Regions from separate parts of the Mus musculus genome. Here all the other regions are linked to region 3. The links are chromatin contacts, called in public Hi-C maps. All regions are on one chromosome and are shown on one strand. Each heading gives the region's core, a stretch centred on a gene start, on an enhancer-like site or on the middle of the called end of the contact. The rest is flanking DNA. Distances are from core to core; before and after follow the strand shown. Region 1 overlaps Itga4 (integrin alpha 4). Region 2 has its middle 13 kb from the start of Gm37004. Region 3 holds the start of Dnajc10 (DnaJ heat shock protein family (Hsp40) member C10).

Region 1 (4,139 bases), core at 1,115-3,614, 1.0 Mb before region 3:
CTATGTAAATATATATATATATTTAAATTACCACAAATCAGAGGCCTATAAATTAGACAGTATCTGTTGTTGATACCACATAATAACACATGTGAAAGACTGTGTCTAGTCTGACTTAACCCCAGCCTCCACATGCCCCATTCAAGAGCAACTTAGCCTCACCACTTGAATCCTGAGAAAGTCTGAGCATTTTTCATGTCAAAATAAACACCTCTTCTTGTGGCTTCTGGAGGGCTCGTTGTTCTGTTTCTAAGAATCATTGCTTTAACCAGAGAACTAAGAGTAGGGACTTGGGCAACACAGGAAATAAAGCCTAGAGCCTTACAGGCTCTCAGAGAAGTCATTCTAAACAAGCCAGGTCGTTCAGAAGTCCTTCTGAAGGACTCAGAAAAAAACCAGAAATGGAGAGATATGTGCTGAAATGATAAGAAAGGGGCACAGAGAACAGGAAGGCTAGGCAGTAACAGCAGTAACTGTCTTCTGCAGGGCTAACTCTACTGTGCAGGAAGCAGCTTGGATAAAACAGATAACAGCTTAACTTGGCAAAGGTGTCTCTAATGTTCATTTAAAAACGTAGGGAACAGCTCAGCTAAGAAACACATAATTGCATGCAGGATGCTATTCTTGCACATATGAACTTCTGGGCCATTTTCAGCTAGCAAATTTGCACGCTATCATTTGCATGGTTCCAAAGCATCGTGTTTGTTGTTTTTTAACGTCTGGTGACTAACTAGAGAAGAGAACATTTGTTTGCAAATATCAAACCTGATCTTGAAGAAAACACCCATTTTTCATCCCCATGCAAACAGGGAAGGTGGCGTTCGGAGGACCACGCACTCTTGTCTTTAACAATGACAACTGCAGGTGGATTGGCTGGTGTTGACTATAATTTTAAAAATAGTTTTGTATTTTCGATTATATGGCATTTATTGTTATAGTAACAGAGCTTCAACTGCACATAGCCTGGCTGCCTTTGGTGGTGCGTTTTTGACATTAATTTTAAAATATTGGTGGTTTTAAAGACAATTCCAACTGAAAACTGCATCCCAATGAAAATTAAATCCTTTGGCCTCCCCTTCTTACTTCTCCTGTATTGGTTTGGAATCATGTAGCCCTAGTAGCTCCCTGTGTTAGGCTAACACTGTTGGTTGAATGCTTCTCAGCAATTAGAGTGAAGTTTATTGGAACTGGAAGATGGTAGCTGAGAGCTCACAAAATGGAGTGTATAATGGAACATTATAAAACAGGTTCTGTTTTCCTGGACTTCCTTCCTTTCCTCTTCTTTCTCCAGCCTTTCCTTCTCTCATCATTCTCACATAGGAAGCTCTGTGTACATCAAGACTACTCTCTATCAGGGTTTGGACCACAGCGAACTGTTCTTCCTGTTGCTTAGCAGTGTTCTTTCTCTGGGTCTGTTTGCCTTCATTTCTCAGTCAATCTCCCAGACTATCCATTAGTAGTAGAAGACATCATTGGTTTCCAGGAAACCAAGCCAACAAAGCATTATCAATGTTCTATGCTAACCATGCTTCTGACCTGATCTGAAGCAACCCTTGGAATGGACAGGGATGGCTGGATCCCCTGACTAGGACTCCAGGAAAGAGTTTGGGCAGCTCCCGTAAGCTCGGTTGTGTTAAAGCATTAGGTATTTCTGTGAATGATGGTTTGAAATCCACACATATATTCATAAATATCTTCCTACACTTCTTACACAGAATCTTTATGACTCAGGAAAGTCAATACAAATGATCTCCTTTTAAATATATTATCTTTCTGTATGGAGGCGTTGTGAGTGTTCCTAGGAAACTCTACCTAGGATTCAGATAAGAGAGGAAAACAGGTAGTTAATGATACAAAGATGCGTGTGAGACATTTTGTTATAACACTATAAAAACTTGTGACCAGTGTTCAAAATAAAGAATTCCAGCTTCCGGTACACTTACCTCATCGAATCAATGCTGTGGCTTTTTTCCCCCCCGCTGTCAGAACTAAGCACAGAATATTCAAGTGTTAACTAAGGAGAACAGAATGTAATGCTAGAGAAAAAAAAACCCTATGATCCCCATCTTATCTCAGTCTTCCTCCAGTTAATGATGTGAAATCACTCAAACACAGAATCTCACTGGGGCTCCCACTCAAAAGCTAAAGGTGTGTGCTGGCAAATAAAACATCATTGCCATAAAGACGACTGCTCTACATTTCAGCAGGGCTGGGTTGCACCTGAGTAGTTCTGTTATGTTGGGCTGTTTCTGCAATTTATGCATTTGCCAAAGTGTGCCCATTGACTTTTTTCCCCCAACACCGTATTGTTTTCATAGAACTTTCATCATTGTTGAAAACACCAGTCATTCCACTAAGCCTAAACCACAGGGCATGTTGTTTCAAAGGCTATGCATTATTGGTACGCTAGTTATATACTCTACTGTCTACTCGCTCAGTCATTTTCACGAGTGCTTGGCTGATGTTAATAAATGGGTAAGAAAGGCAAAACACAAATTCTTTTCCAATCATCAGCCTCTGTTTTGTATCAAATGGACCTTGCTCATCCTGTTCAGGATAATTAGCTACCTCCTATACCACTGAGGCCACTTCTTCATGGCCTCTACAACATCGCTCTGAGGTCATTTCAGCAAAGAAGATTCAGCTTGTGTGGAGAACAACTGTGTTTGCAGAGAGCAACTCAGTTTTACTCCTAAATTGAACTGAATACAAGATGAGACAAAGATGGGGCAAGAGAAACCCTGGGAATCAGGGTCTAGCTTTAACTACTCTATGCCTTTAGAAAAATTTTCAACAAAACTGATGAGATTTTCCCAAATACTGCAGGTAGCCCCAGTGGAGAGCCTTGTGGGAAGACATGCCTGGAGGAGAGGGATAACCAGTGGCTGGGGGTCACCCTTTCCAGACAGCCTGGAGAAAATGGCTCTATCGTGGTAGGTACTGAAGTGGGTCCACCAACTGAGACCAGTCCTGGAATCAGACTTTCGAGGTGTGACTTTCATATTTTTGTTTGACTTTTTGTTTTATCCAGACTTGTGGGCACAGGTGGAAAAATATTTTTTACATGAAGAGCGATAACAAACTCCCCACTGGCATTTGCTACGTCATGCCTTCTGATTTGCGGACAGAACTGAGTAAAAGGATGGCCCCGTGTTACAAAGGTAAGTGGGACTTGACCGAACTAGAGGAAGAGAAGCAAAGGAAGGAGTCCACTCGTTTGCATTTGCAGTTTTGCCTGCTCAAAGACGAAGAATATCCTTCATAAGGGCATTGTTAACTAACAGTATCCTTCCTTTGTTTACTTTGTGCAGTATCGATACTTTATACAAACATGCCATGGTTTTGAAAAGCAATTCTTCATTTTCATTTGAATAATTGTGGAAGCTAGTTGGCAACTATCCAACTTTGTACTAAATTTATATTTTCAAATCAGTCTAAGCATGTCTAATGTCAGGGAAACCATAGGATCCTCAAAGTCATGAAATTACATACAAAATTCTTATTAGAAAAAAAATGACCATAATTCTTGTTTTCCTAGAAACTTGTAGGGGTCTTCAAAAGGATTCAAGGCACTAGTCAGAGCAAAGCCTTCCCACTTCCTGTTCCCCAAGATATTCCTTGAAGATGTAAGGAATTACTGTTTATAGCAACACTTGGTTCTCAGCCTGTGTATCACATCTCCTTTGGGGCTCAGATAACAATTTGCCTGGGGTCACCTAAGACCATCAGAAAGCACAGATATTTACATTACAATGTATAACATTAGCAAAGTTTCACTTGTGAACCCTCAGCAAAACTAATTTTACAATGGGGGGGGGTCGTCACAACATGAGGACCTTTATGAAAAGGTTATAGCATTAGGAAGGTTGAAACCACTGGTCTAAATTTGGGTAACTCTGTCTCAATGGAAACCTGTATTTTATGTACAGAATTAAGATATATATTTAGATTTTGGGACAAATGTCAGTAGCTGTCAAGATAATATTTATAACAATCAGTAACTCTAAAACTGTCTTTAGAACACCAAAAATATGATGAACACCAATTCATTTTAATGATAAAAAATACTATTATTATCTCCCTTATCCTCCAAAGATAACCTTGATTACCTGTTAGAACTTTGAACTCATACTTAAATT
Region 2 (4,028 bases), core at 801-3,300, 1.4 Mb before region 3:
AGGAGTGCCTGGACCATAAAGAAAGGATAGTATATACAATTAAGCATTTCTACTTCATGAATGAAAAACACACGGAGGTCTTCCATGGCTCTCCTCTTGCCAGTGTCTTTAGTTCGCTGTGGCTATGGAAGCACACACAGGCCTTTAGAAGATCTGACCTAAAGTCCTTTGTGAAAGGCAAACCACACCCATGTTGATCGCATCCTTGAACCAACCGTTGAACACCTCCTTCTACAAATCTCTGCTGCTTCTGTCTCATAACCGATCCCACCCTTTCTGCTTATTATCATTATTATTTTGTATATATTTATTTTATGTGTCTGAGGTTAGTGTTTTGCCTGTATGTATGTGCACCACAAGAACCCTTTTTATGTTTGAGGTTAAAATAAATAGTGTTGAATCCCTTGTAACTTGCTTGATCCATGGTATTAGCTGCCATGTGGGTTCTAGGAACTGAAATCAGGTTCTGCAAAAGCAGCCAATGCTCTTAACACCTGGGCCATCTTTCTAGTCCCTTTTCACAGTATAGTTTGAGCATTTCCACCCCATGTCCTCCTTTAATCTTCCCCGTATCTTTCTACCCCCAAAAAGGTCTTCCTCCTCATGCCATGGTCTCTTTTTATTGTTTTTAATTCATGGAGCCCAATCCTACCTTTAGTCACTGGCTTGCTAGCTGTTGCTGTCCCAGTGCCCTCCCTTCCCGGTCCTAATCATTGTAGCCAGGAACTGAAGTCCTAACACCTTGAATCTCCTCACACAAATGTGCCTCGGCCAGGCTCTCCACATCAAGACTGGGGGTAACATAGTTTCAATTTTTCATCACCTGGTTCTATGGCATTTACAGATAACCTTGCTCCTTTGGATTACTGAATGTCTTCTTTTAAAAAGTTATTTGTTTTATTTTATGTGTATGAGAGTTTTGCCTACATGTGTGTCTGTGCACCACGTGCATGCCTGGTACCTGTAGAGGCCAGAGTTGGGTGTTAGATCTCCTGGAACTGTACTTACTCATGTCTGTGAGCTGCTTGCTATGTATGTGCTGGGAACTGAATCAGATCCTCTGCAAGAACAGCAAGTGCTCTTAACTGTTCAGCCATGTTTCCAGACCCCTGAATTTCTGTTTCTCTGGAAAAAGTGAAGCTTCAATCTTTGTCATTTTATAATAAATGTACACTTATATAAAAATATTCCATATGCTTCTTCCTATGGAAAACTGCCAGTGAGATTTTATTGTCTTAAAACTGCCACAGGTGGCGATTTCTTTTAATCATGCAGATATTCTAGATTTAAAATACATTTAGTCTTGAATACCTAATGCATTCATATAATTTAAGCTATAGTGTATCTCTTTTCATCTTTGCCTTCCAACTCATTTAGACCCCTGGGTCTTTCCTGTCATGGTACACATGTACATTATATATGATCTATAGAAGTGATAAACTGGAAAACACATCATTCCATGTAACTGCTTTTCCTCCAATAACTAACAGAGATGGTTCTGTATTAACCATAAAGGCCAGCTTGGTGCCTTACTCTATGAATATACCATGCTTTATGTAAAGAGCTCTACTTACCAACAATGACGGTATTCAAACAACCATATGATCTTGTGTTCATATCTGTAGACACACAGGCAAACATTCCTGCAGGTTCTAAGTTGTGAGATAAGTCCTTACAAATTCAGCTGTATTTTAAAATCCAGACATTTGTTATGTCGATTGTAAAATTATCATATCTATAGAAATACACCATGCAAATGATTCAAAATAACATCTTCATTTTAACTGGTATTAGCCATGGGTTTTCTGCATTTCCTTTTTTATGATCTGGAAATTATATGTATATGTAGTTTTGTTTTTTATATTCTTCTTTTCTCTCCCTGTTTTCTTTTTCATTTTTCTCCTGTTTTCTTTTTTCTATCCCTCTTTCTTCTTTCCTTTCCTCTTCTTCCAGATTACTTTCCTATTAATGATCAGGTTGAGAGCTATGTAACCACTAGATGGTGGTACAAGCACACAGGGAGAAATATTTTGTAAACAGACTAGGTATTAGTTTTGATTTCCTGCTTAGTTTTTAAATTGCTGTACACTTGGGCCCTCAAATGCCTCCTAAGGGACATCACTGTGGTCGCTGCTTAGTAGTTGAGCCAACATAACACTGATGTTGGGCTTTTATAGCAGCTGCCGTGGACCACTTTATGTTGATGGTGAGACTGTTTTTAGAATGCTCATTGCTTGCACGGATTAACTCTTCAGTAGGCATCTGTTAGGTTTCCTGAGTGATTTTAAGTGCTTGCTTATATTCTTGACTGATTTACAGAACCTACGATGTTGCAGTTGAGACCACTTAGAATTTATAATCTTGCTTTATTTAGTTGACTGAATTTTATGAAGAAATAGTAGTTCCCTAGCGATCTCCTACAATGACAAAAGGCAGCTACTTACTCTGGTTAGCCCGATCCACTGCAGTTCAGAGATTCATACAAACCTGTATCATCCATCATCATCTCAATGTATAAAATGTATTTTTAATATCTTGGAATTTGTGACAAAAGTACTTTTCTATGCGTGCACTGCATAATTTTTGATTTTGGGAAGTATATGTTTTCTCTGTGGGGAATGCATGGAAATCTGGGCTGTGAATGTTTGTATCAGTAAATTCTTCTTAAATCACAGAAGAAAAGAATCCTGTGACATTGAAGGGCATTTGCTTATAGAGCTACATGCTAAGCTTAGCATTTTAAACTCTTGAAAACCAGCTAAATGCAAGGCTGTGTGCTCAGCCCCTCTCCCCCACGCTCCACACCCCACTCTGCAAATGTTCTGTGCAGACAGGGTGTGGATTCCTTCTCCTGTTTGGCGGTGTCTCTATGTGGTTTGTGGGGATGGCTATATGATTCTTTCTTGCTCTGCGACAGCATGTTCCTGTCAATTGTCAAGTGCATGTGTTTTCCTGAGAGGCGCTCTTGCAAGCAAGTTCCCGCTTAAAAGCTTCTATGAGTCATTTCTTTGGGGACCAGTGTTGAGGCATATCACCCCATTTGCATCAGGGTTGCCTGACTTAGTAAAAAAGAAAAAAAGAAAGATTAACATTTTAGCTAAACTATCTGAAAGGTTTGGATAGTAATAAGGCTTTCTTACCACTTAATATGCCCTGGTGAAACTCTATGATCTGCTATGTAGTAACATTGTTAAACTGTTACACCTGGAAGGCTTCATTTAAGACATTTGCTGTCTAACTAAAAGGAGATGGTTTCTTGTTATTCATTCACACATAAGGGAAGGCAAAAATAATCACCGACTTGCATTCAACAAAACACGGAGTTAAGAGAAGCAGTCCCTAAGATGATGAGCCCATTGGCACCCTGCTCCATGAGGTAGAATCTACTGCAGCTGCGTCCTCAGTTTTATTAGGAAAGATAGCCCATTTTGTGATCTACGACGTTTAAATCAATTGAACTGTAGTGAAATCTCTCCCCTGAAATGGCTATTACACAGCTTGCAACCTTTTGTTCAAGAGATTAAGTTTGCATCTCCTCACATTATCTCCTTGTAATTGGAAAACTTTCATTTTGACGCAGAAAATGTGCCAGCGTCCCCGAGAGCCTTGCCACAAGCCAATGCAGAATGCCATCTGGAGGGTCCGTGCCCACATCAGGCGGCAGCCTCCTGTCGGGCAGGATCTGGAACTTTGCAACGAACAACTAATAACATCTTAAGCTCCATTTGTCTAGCTCATGAGTGCTCTTGGCAGAGGTCATAACCAGCAGTGGTTTTCTTGATTTGCTGCATCAAATGTAATTAGGTTAAAGCACTCACTGACAGAGCCTCTGATAATGGCATGAAAGCCTCAGGCTTGAATTTACCCATCCAGTCAAATTTAAGTTTAGAGCAGCAAAGATGTATTAATTTCATCACTGGGACAATGAATATTGGTAAACTTGAAAGGTATTTATTTGGAACAAAGCAGTTTTCCTTCCTTTGGATTTCATACGTCTTTGGTTTCTGTTTTAAAGTTGAATTGAATCA
Region 3 (4,246 bases), core at 145-2,644:
TTTAAGTTTATTTTTAAAGATTTGTTTATTTTTATGCACATTGGTGTTCTGCCTACATGTCTGTGCAAGAGTGCCAGAGCCTCTGGAACTGCTGTTACAGATAGTTGTGGGCTGCCATGTGGGTGTTGGGAATTGAACTCTGTCTTCTGGAAGAGCAGCCAGTAATCTTAACCACTGAGCCATAAAACCTCTTAAAATGAGCTGAAAGCTGTTGGATGGTCGTTTCTACCTTTTGGTCTTACTGTGATCTGTGTTTCATATTTTTTCCTTCCTAATTACAGATATATTTGAATAACTAACAGGCTAATGTGTCCCTCTATCATCCAATTTATTAGGAGCAGAAAGTCTTTGCTCTTGTTACCCACCAGTACATATCCCAGAGAAGAGAAAATGTTTTACACACTGCTTTAAATTACTTGTGGCATGCTGCCTGTGTGTCTGTGTTTTCTCTGCTTTTCCTTTCCTAAGCATCTCCTTTGAATCCTCCCTTCAGGAGTTGCAAACTATGTAAGATGCAACTCCAGTCCTTTACAATAAAGCTTTAAGAAGCTTCCTTACCATCTAAAAATATAAGTTGAAATGTATTCACTATGGTAACAAAAACCTATTAGTTTCCACTTGATTCTTCAGTTCTCTGTTTTGCTTTTAGATTTTTTTCTAAGGAGTTTTGGATCACCGTGGCATAATGAACTAGGTTGTTTAAGTGTTAATCTTATTTTCCTCAATTTTTAGTTACCCATTTATTTTCCATTTTGACATGTGTATGATAATCAGCTGTATCTCCCGAGAATATTTTAGGGCTGAGTTAACGCGTGTGTACTTCGGCCAGTTCCTGGTACAGGTTAACAGCTGCTACTTCAGGCTCTTTCTGATATTTCTGCCTTTGTTCGTTATACTTCCGCTTCTTTCCTACAATATGTTGGTTTAGCAACAGGTCCTACAGCCATAAAATTATTAACTGACATCTGGTTAACTACCCAAAGACTCACTATCAATTTCTACTTATTTCAAATCACTACCACCAGCTTCCATCACTTCCTCTTTCAGGGACTTTAATGTGTCTACTTCAACGGTCAAAGTGTCATGACTCAAACACTGCAGTTTCTGTAACAAATCCAGTAAAGGAGAGGATCAGAAGGCAGATTCACAAATCCAGAAATCCTGTAGAACGCTTCATATTTGTTGATACATAAAAGTTGTAAACAATTTTATTTCTAGAAAACTTTAATTATTCTGTCCGGTCCCTGGCAACGGGGTCAATTCAGACAAGTTCTCCACTTTCTGCCAAATCTGCCCTTTCAAGGATACCCACCCTTTAACCAAACCTCCAGAGAGCCGGATCTCTCCACCCGGGTTTTCCCGTCGCCCTGGCAACGGGACCGGAAAAGGCGGGCTTCACACCCTTCCTTCCGCCAGCGGTTGACTACGGCCGCAAGATGCCTGTGGGCCGCGCTGCGGGATGCTTCCCTATCTCTGGCTAGGAGCGGGACCCGCAGCCACCGCCGCAGCCACACAGAAGGCCACGTCAGCCTCGGCGGTCCCACCCGTCCCTCCCTGCTGGCCACCCGTCGGCCTTCGCCCACGCCTTTCCCACAATGCCCCGCGCCAGGCCCCGCCCCGCCGGCGCGACGGGAGCGGCAGAATTGCTGCTGCGCGCGTTCGCAGGCAGCGTCCGGTCCTGCCGGGTCCGGAGCTCGGCGACCTGAGGATGGGGCAGTAGCTGAGGACGCCGAGGTGGGCGCGGGCCGGGCTCCACGCACTGCGGGGGCATCAGGGAGGGAGGACGCCAGACCCATCCCACCGCCTCGGTGCCCCCATTGCGCCGGGTTTTCACGGCCCCCTCCACCCCACCTCTGCGAGCCCCCTTCTGCTCGCACTTTCTAACTCGGGGTCTCTCTCCCTGGTCCGACCTGGGACCTCAAGGCGCACCCTTGCCAGCCCCGTACCCTCTGTCTTTCGCCTCTCCCCGATCCCGCTCTGGAGCGGTGGCAGCATCCCTCATTAACACTGCGTTTACCTGCAGCCTCACTGGCCCCAGGCTGTTCAGTTATTCCCAGGCTTTGCCTGAACCCACCCTAAGCCGAGGGACACCTTATCCCAAAGTCGCCTTTGTTGAGATTTGTTCTTCATTTGTTTTCCTTCCTGATGGTTGTCAGTCTGGGTATTTCTGTTTTACTGTCAGTATATTTTACAAAGGGCTATTAGGGGAGGCGGGTGAAAAAAGGGAGTTAGACGTGAGGTGAGGCCTGTTCCCAGGTAAGGAGAAATACTTAGAAACATATCCGGACTTAAGGGAAGAGAGCTGAAACTGAGGAGGTTAGGGAAGTTAGATCTTTTTTTTTTCCCCCAAAGCATTTGAAGATATTAAAGAGGACTAGTTTAGCTGTAAGGTTAAATGTTAGGGTTTTACCCTCAAGCAATGCCTGGTGCTCTTTGTTTTCCTAGTTTTTACTCCAGACAGGAGCTTTACAGTGAAATTGCATTGATTTGCAATTATTATAAAATATCTTCTCTTGGTGCTAACACTTTAGAGAACTTGTGTGGCCTGCTTTTTTAAGTTATCTATTTTTATACTGATGTTCTTAAACGGTTATGTAAAAAAGTACAACCCTCTTGGAAAAGCTTCATGCTTCCTTGTTTTTCCCTCGAAGGCATTCTCTACAAATGAGATTAGATTTAAAAAAGGAACTTGATAAGCTTTCCAGGCGTGGAAGGAGCTGAAAGGGAGGAGGTATTAGAAAGGGCAGCGTGCTGGGAGAGAAAAGAAATACTGCTGAGTCTTATCCTGGTAGCATCATATTGACCAGAGCCTTTGTGTCTCTGTCCCTGTCTCTCTCAGTATCTCTGTCTCTGTCCCTCCCTCCCTCCCCCATCTCTCTCTCTCTCTCTCTCTCTCTCTCTCTCTCTCTCTTTCTCTCGCATATGTGTGCCTGTGTTTTTCTTGAAAGCTAGCTAGCTACTACTACTCATTACCTTTTTCCTGCTATCAGTGATTTTACAAACATGCCTACCTGAATACAGGGGCAAGGGAGGGTCCTGGAGAATAGGGGTTCAAAGCTATTCACAGGGATGTGACCTTCAGTGTGGAAACTGTATTACTGGCTGTGTCGCTTGACAAATCATGCTATAAATGTTAAGTCTGAAAAGTATTTTAACTGCCTGGTTTGCTCTCTTTAGGTTAACATTTCTGAGCTGTGTTCCCGAGATGCTTGATTGACCCTTGAAGTTATGTGGACAGAGATTCTCACGTGTGTCTATTTTAACCACCGGACCCAGCATTGTATCTTAATGTTCACATAAGTCAGAACTTTCATAAGAAAGAGAATGGGAGTCTGGTTAAACAAAGATGACTTTATCAGAGACTTGAAGAGGATCAGTCTCTGTCTTCTGATACTGTACGTGGTCGTTGTGGTGGGCACAGATCAGAATTTTTACAGTTTACTTGGAGTGTCGAAAACTGCAAGCAGTAGAGAAATAAGACAAGCCTTTAAGAAATTAGCACTGAAGTTACATCCTGATAAAAACCCGGTAGGCAAACTTTCTCTTTTAAATATCGGGATATTTATACTGATGTGCTTAAACGGTTATGTAAAAAAGTACAACCCTCTGGGAAAAGCGGGTTTTCACTCTTTTTAAATCAGTGAAATGCTTAAGCATACTGTCGGAAATTGTAATTTGGGAACTGTAGATGTAATTCAGAAGTAGCGCCCTTACACAGCAGGCACACGACTCAGGGGTTCGATCCCCACCACCTGAAACCCAGTTCATCTGTTAAAGTAAAACCAGGAGAAGCCAAGTACAATGATTTTGTTGGCATCAGATACATAGTTACCTCTTCTCTGTAAACTGATTTACAGCAGAAGTAGAGACACTAACCCCCAAGTCTTGTCTGTGAAGTGGTGTTCACACTCAAGTGGGTGATGAACCCATAGAGACAAATCTGCCCTCAGAATTCAAGTGTCCTGCAGATGTGACAGCAGTCACTAGTCACAGCGTGCTCTAACTTTCTCTCTTGTTCCATGCCCGGCTCCAGCTTCCGACTTAAAAACTTATAAATGAAACCTTGACAGCTCCAAAGGGATTTCCAGTTGTAACTATTTGATTGTCTACCCAAGAATCTTTAAAAACAGATTGATTTTGAATGTTATGGTTTTTTAAAATTTAAAGTTTTTTTTTTCATTAATTTTTAGCTTATCATATGAGAGGACATGATGGAGATAATTTCTGAAGTAGAAATTTATAAATG

The links. Hi-C and Micro-C count contacts between places; a contact is called where the count stands out from the background.
Region 1: a contact with region 3 is called in a Hi-C map of Th1 cells, with 3 times the contacts expected there. The contact joins the enhancer-like site here to the promoter of Dnajc10 in region 3. A contact is called at or near these places in 2 of 39 promoter capture datasets (the HPC-7 cell line and pre-B cells), 4 of 484 Hi-C or Micro-C datasets (LSK cells, Th1 cells, pre-megakaryocyte-erythroid progenitors and 1 more), 1 of 115 datasets of contacts at active chromatin or transcription factors (pro-B cells) and 1 of 9 other capture datasets (liver).
Region 2: a contact with region 3 is called in a Hi-C map of B cells, with 10 read pairs. The contact joins the enhancer-like site here to the promoter of Dnajc10 in region 3. A contact is called at or near these places in 5 of 39 promoter capture datasets (the 3T3-L1 cell line, 3T3-L1-derived adipocytes, the C10 cell line and 1 more), 1 of 484 Hi-C or Micro-C datasets (B cells) and 1 of 115 datasets of contacts at active chromatin or transcription factors (large pre-B cells).

What each region holds. Positions count from the first base shown.
Region 1 is chr2:79,269,962-79,274,100 of GRCm38.p6, forward strand. It overlaps Itga4 (integrin alpha 4), which reads left to right. Exons shown (of 28, transcript NM_010576.4): 3 at 2,827-2,933; 4 at 3,032-3,161. Among named protein-coding and RNA genes, the nearest start is that of Itga4, 17 kb to the left of the region's middle. Within about 2 kb of position 2,365, at least 4 of the 459 cell types and tissues checked have an H3K27ac peak or open chromatin away from gene starts, as enhancers often do. A contact at or near this core is called in Th1 cells and regulatory T cells, where this site is marked.
Region 2 is chr2:78,957,566-78,961,593 of GRCm38.p6, forward strand. No RefSeq gene overlaps it. Among named protein-coding and RNA genes, the nearest start is that of Gm37004, 13 kb to the right of the region's middle. Within about 2 kb of position 2,051, at least 37 of the 459 cell types and tissues checked have an H3K27ac peak or open chromatin away from gene starts, as enhancers often do.
Region 3 is chr2:80,314,072-80,318,317 of GRCm38.p6, forward strand. It overlaps Dnajc10 (DnaJ heat shock protein family (Hsp40) member C10), which reads left to right and starts at 1,395. Exons shown (of 23, transcript NM_024181.2): 1 at 1,395-1,734; 2 at 3,178-3,528. The coding sequence starts at 3,325.